Regions from separate parts of the Sus scrofa genome. Here region 1 is linked to region 2. Evidence: chromatin contacts called from public HiChIP or PLAC-seq data. All regions are on one chromosome and are shown on one strand. The core of a region is the stretch at or near the end of the contact, and the rest is flanking DNA. Distances in the headings are between cores, read along the strand shown. Region 1 holds the start of LOC110260110. Region 2 holds the start of SOCS1 (suppressor of cytokine signaling 1).

Region 1 (2,700 bases), core at 185-2,684, 40 kb before region 2:
GAGGAGCCTCAGGTGGGTGGTCTTTCCCCCACCCCACCCCCACCCCAAGCTCTGCCTTCCCCACCACCGGATGTCAGTCCCGCCACCACACCCCCTCCTCATCTGTCCATCCTCCCAGAAACCGCGCTTCTCGCCAAGGCCTCGTGTTGAGCGTCCCGGGGAGAGCCGTGTTTTTCCCCTGAGCCCACGAGGCGAGGACAGAGAGAGCCTGGGTGCAGTGGAGAGACCCCGTGGCACCAAAGCTTCTGGAAGCCCTCTGAGCATGGAGGCGGACAGGACCGCAGGGGGCCTGCACAGCTTTTGGGGAGCCTGCATCATCTCCAGGACAGTGCCCTTCAGGAGGCAGATCTCCAAGAGCAGAGCATGAAGATGCCAGTGAGGGGCACGGGGGCTCAGGGTGCAACCAGGTCCCGGCCCTCAAGTGTCAGTCTGGGAGCGAGGGTGCCCCAGGGCTGGTCCCGGTGCCCAGAAGAGGGGACCCCAGCCCAGCAGAGGAGGCACGGCTTGAGGGAGACAGCGATATTTTTTCTAGAGACGGTGGCAGACCCAGCTTTCAACCTTGGCTCCACAGTGCTGCTGAGATCTCCTGTGCCTCACTTTTCCCCTCCGCGTAATGGGGATGATAACAGCCCTCCTCCTGGGTCCTGCGGAGACAGGAGGGGATGGCGCACTGGGCCAGGCAGCTGCCTGGAGGCCAGGCCCACCAAAGGATGGCTGGGCTTATTACTAATGAATGAAGATGAGTCACCCACATGAGCCACCAGGATCGATCTGATGCAATGAATGGACAAATGAGAGAAATGAATCAATGAATGAACCGTTTGGTACCTGCCAGCAGAAAGGGGAATCTGGCCCTGGGGAGGCGGGGGGGGGTCAGCCCTGAGTCAGAACCTGGCCAGAGGTCAGGTGATGGCTTCCTACTAGGCCAGGGGCACACCCATGACACCCCACTTAATCACTCCCCGGTGGTAACACGCCGTGGGGTTTAGTGGGATTCCCCTGAGTCAGCTTTCCTGCAGGCCAGACCGCCAGGCCCTGCACCTCCACGCTCCCCACCCCCACCCCCAGCCCCTCCCTGGCCTGGCAGACCCTGAATCAGGGCCTCGGCGTGGGGGAGGGGTGAAAATCCAGACGCAGCAAGGAGTGTCCGGGCAGGTCAGAGGCTGGCCCCACCCAGGACCAGGGGACTCCACCCCACCCATGGCTGCAGGGCTTGGAGACCCCTGGGGAGGGACCTGCTGGTCCTCCTGCCCCCTCTCCGCTCTGGGCTGAGACTCTGGGTGCTGAGGTCCCACCTCCCAGGCAGCCCCACCTGCCACTAGAAATAGTCTCATAGCCATGAAGGACGATGGGGCCAGGCTCGGCGCCAAGGGAGGCAGAGAATGGGGGCCACTGATGTTCGCCTGCCCGGCGGTGGTCCGCCGTGTCCCTCATCTCGTGCTCCCCGTGGCCCCATTTTGCAGGGAACTGAGGCTCAGAGTGGCTGAGCAGCCCGGAGAGGGGGCTGGGAGGGGCGGAAATGGGAGGCCTGGGCGTGGTGACCTTGGGGATGCAAGGCTGCCTCTGGCGATCCCCGCGGGGGAATTCGGTGCTGGGGATTTGAGCTGGAGTCTCAGGCTGGGGCTTTCTGGCCCTCCCGCTGGGGCCCCTTCCAGAGGGAGCCAGGTGGTTGTGCCTTTGTCCCGCTGCCCCCTACCCCCGTGGTGACCCTCCCACAAAGCAGAGGCTCCCTGGGCCGTTCATCTGCGAAGGAAAGGGGGGCTGGGCAGAAGGCAGAGGTCACGGCCAACCTGAAGCGGGGGTTGGTGATGACGGAGCTTCAGGCAGACTTGAACGCAGTTTCCTCTGGGGGCCAGGAGGTGGGGGAGGCCCTTCTAGAATGCCGTGACCCTCCGGGCACCCATGACCATCGGCCAGTGGGCCAACCAGCCCCAGATGGTTCTGGGATTTTGGAGTCGGCCCAACCTCGAAGAGATGCAGGTGCTTTCCGTGGAAGCAGCTGGGGTAGAGGAAGCAGCCCTGAGGCCTCTTTTCCCGCTGCTTCAAAGTGTGGTCACACGTGCACCCCTCGCTGCGCTGCCCGGATGGCAAACTCGCCTGGCTCACCGACCACGACCCCCAACGCCCTTTACCCGCGGGGCACTGCTCTTAAGCACCTCACACACAGGGTCCCCAGGAAGTCCCACCACAAGGCATGCGCAGAGGCTGCTCTTTCTCCATCTTCCAAGAAGCCAAGGACAACCAGAGAGGTTGCGTAGCTGTGCAGTCACACAGCTCGAGGAGGTGGCATCTGGATCAGAAGGCCGAACTGAAGGATTCTGGGCCCTGTTCTTTTAGCCGCACACACCTCATCTGCCTCAAGAAATGGCTGCTGGGAGTTCCTGCTATGGCACAGCAGGATCGGCAGTGTCTCTGGAGCACTGGAACACAAGTTCGATCCCCGGCCCAGCATAGTGGGTTCAAGACCTGGAGTTGCCCCCAGCTAAGGCGTAGGGCACAACCAGGGCTCAGTTCTGATCCCTGGCCCGGGAACTCCCTATGCCACCAGGTAGCAAGCAAGCAAGCAGGTAGGCAAGAAAGAAATGTTTGCTGAAATTACAGTTAGGGTGACCTGGTTAAATTCATTAGTCTGTCCGCACCATGGACCCTCCACATTAAAACAATGACTTGGAAAAGCTGCTTCCTCTGAGAAAATGCCTA
Region 2 (2,700 bases), core at 150-2,649:
AAGCACAGAATAGGGCTTGGCACACATTAAGTGCTCAAACTCGAGCTGCCATGTTACCAGAGACAAGACCAAAACTAGACAAACTGTTCCTCTCCCCTTGAGCACTGTGGGTAGAGCCATGCAGGGCTCCCAGCCAGAACTTGGGCCCCACACGGCCTTTGGCCAAGCTGAACAGGTCAGTCTTAGGACCCCGGGGACCCGCTCAGAATCATGGAAAACCTTTGACCAAAGCACACGCTCTAGAAACCTTTTTTCTTAAAAAAAAAAAAAACTTTCATAATAAAGTTTATTACCTAAACTGGTGGTAAAAAATATAAAATAGGATTCTGCACAGCAGAAAAATAAAGCCAGAGACCCTCCCCCAACCCCTGGTTTGTGCAAAGATACTGGGTATATGTAAACATGAAGAGGTAGGAGGTACTGAGTTCAGGTCCTGGCCCCAGATAGTTAAGTTAAGCTACTACCAGGGGGACAACCAGGGGGACCCAGAGGGAGCACCAAGAGGGGGCACCCCCACAAGAGGTGGGGAGGGGTCTACGGGAGGGGTCTCCAGCCGAGGGCGGGAGGCGCCTCGCCCCCACACTCGCTCCCTCCAACCCACATGGTTCCAAGGAAATAATAATTAATAATAGAAAATAATAAGGCGCCCCAGTTAATGCTCCGTGCAGGGCGGGCGCGGCCGATCATATCTGGAAGGGGAAGGAGCTCAAGTAATCGCGGAGGACGGGGTTGAGGGGGATGCGCGCCAGGTTCTCGCGGCCCACGGTAGCCACAATGCGCTGGCGGCACAGCTCCTGCAGCGGCCGCACGCGGCGCTGGCGCAGCGGGGCCCCCAGCATGCGGCGCGGCGCCGCCACGTAGTGCTCCAGCAGCTCGAAGAGGCAGTCGAAGCTCTCGCGGCTGCCGTCCAGGTGGAAGCGGCCGGCCTGGAAGTGCACGCGGATGCTTGTGGGGCCCGAAGCCATCTTCACACTGAGGGCGAAGAAGCAGTTCCGCTGGCGGCTGTCGCGCACCAGGAAGGTGCCCACGGGCTCGGCGCGCAGCCGCTCGTGCGCCCCGTGCACGCTCAGAGGCCCCCAGTAGAAGCCGCAGGCGTCGAGGAGCGCGCTGGCGCGGGTGATGCGCCGGTAGTCGGCGTGCGAGCGGAACGTGCGGAAGTGCGTGTCGCCCGGGGCTGGAGCCGGGGCCGCCGGGCAGGGCCGCGGGCGCGCCGGGACCCCGGGTGAGGAGGAGGAGGAGGATGAAGATGAAGAGGAGGAGGAGGAGGAGGAATGCTCTGGCCGCCGTCGGGGCTCTGCTGCCGTGGAGATTGCATTGTCGGCTGCCACCTGGTTGTGTGCTACCATCCTACACGCGGGGTCGGCCGGAGGGGTGGGCCATAGCGTCCGGGGGTGCGCTGATGGGGGAGACAGTCAGTGAGCGGGGAGTCTGGGTGGGGCTGGGCAGGTGAGAACCCGCGAGGCAACTTAGGAGGGGTGGGGATCCGTTTCTAATGGGTCGAGGGCGCAAGACCAGGTCGGGGCGGCCCTTTGAGCCTCAGTGGTCTCATCTAGAAAATGGGCTTCCCCGTCCGCAGAGTACTTCCACGCGGCTGGGAGCTCGGTGGGGCTCGGAGTCGCTCAAAGTTTGGTTAAGAGAGGGGGGCGTGGAGAGAGGTGCTTTGGAGAAACCAGCCCCAACTCCGGCCACTCGGCTCCCCATTCGCCGCCCTACGGCCGCCGCCTGCTGGCCAGGCCGGGGATTGGCGCCTCGACTCCGAGATTTGCGCAAAGGCAGAAAAGCTGCGTTGCGGGAACCCCCAAGCGCGGGGGTCTGCCAGGGTGGAGCCAGCCGGGGCTAGGGGCGTGGCGGCCGCGACCCCACCACGCAGCGCCCGAGGCCGCCCTGGCAACCTGGCTGTCCTGTGCCGTCCTCCCCTTTCCCTCCCGCTTTCTTGCCCAGTGCCGGGCTCACCTGGCGGCGGGGCGCGGGGCGCCGCGGGCGGGGCGGCGGGGGTCTCCGGGGCGGCTCTCGTGCATGCTCCGGGGCCGGGAGCCGTGCAGCTGCCACGGCCGCAGCTCGCTCTGCTCCGCGCCCGCCCCTGCACCAGTCTTTTAAACTGGCTTGGAGGTGTGGTCAGTGAAGGCCCCGCCCCCTACGGCTACACCCCCCCCCCCACTACAGGCCCGCCCTTCCGCGCCACTTTCGGTTTCTTTTTGTGCGCGCCTCGGAGGCCAGGCTCGCTCGACCTTTGCCACAAATCCGGGAACCTTTCCCCGGGAGGCCCCCTGTCCTGATCTAGCCTCGCACCTGTCCTAGGACCCCTCTATTCAGGTCTCCAGCCCCATCCCTGAGCTCCCTGGGCAGTTCTCAGACGCCCCTTCGGACCTAGTGGCCCAGCTTCCCCCGCCCCCGCCACTGCTCTCGGTCGCAGATTTCTGCAGCCAACCCCTTAAGGATACTTTGGACTGACCCTAGCACATTCTTCTGCCCCATCAGGTGTCTCATCACCCACCTTGGCTAGATCTGGGTCCTCTACTCTGGAGCCAGACACCTCCACCCGCCCTTGGGGTCTCGTTTGGGACCCCTCCGGACTGCTTTCGCCATTGCTCTGCCCCGTAGTGCCGGAGCCTCTAGATGGCTGCTTCTGCGCCCCTCCCTGCCTGTTGCTGTCCCCAGTTTTGGCTTGGGCTTCCCAGGAAGCGACGATCTGACCACAGG

The links. HiChIP or PLAC-seq counts read pairs in DNA pulled down with a chosen protein or histone mark.
Region 1: a contact with region 2 is called in an H3K27ac HiChIP or PLAC-seq map of alveolar macrophages, with 3 times the contacts expected there. The contact joins the promoter of LOC110260110 here to the promoter of SOCS1 in region 2. A contact is called at or near these places in 6 of 47 Hi-C or Micro-C datasets (embryonic fibroblasts, epiblast stem cells, fetal heart ventricle and 2 more) and 1 of 2 datasets of contacts at active chromatin or transcription factors (alveolar macrophages).

The regions. Positions count from the first base shown.
Region 1 is chr3:31,920,949-31,923,648 of Sscrofa11.1, reverse strand. LOC110260110 reads right to left here and starts at 1,434. Exons shown (of 3, transcript XM_021088377.1): 1 at 1,313-1,434. The coding sequence starts at 1,434.
Region 2 is chr3:31,880,590-31,883,289 of Sscrofa11.1, reverse strand. SOCS1 (suppressor of cytokine signaling 1) reads right to left here and starts at 1,399. Exons shown (of 1, transcript NM_001204768.1): 1 at 568-1,399. The coding sequence starts at 1,346. The coding sequence ends at 684.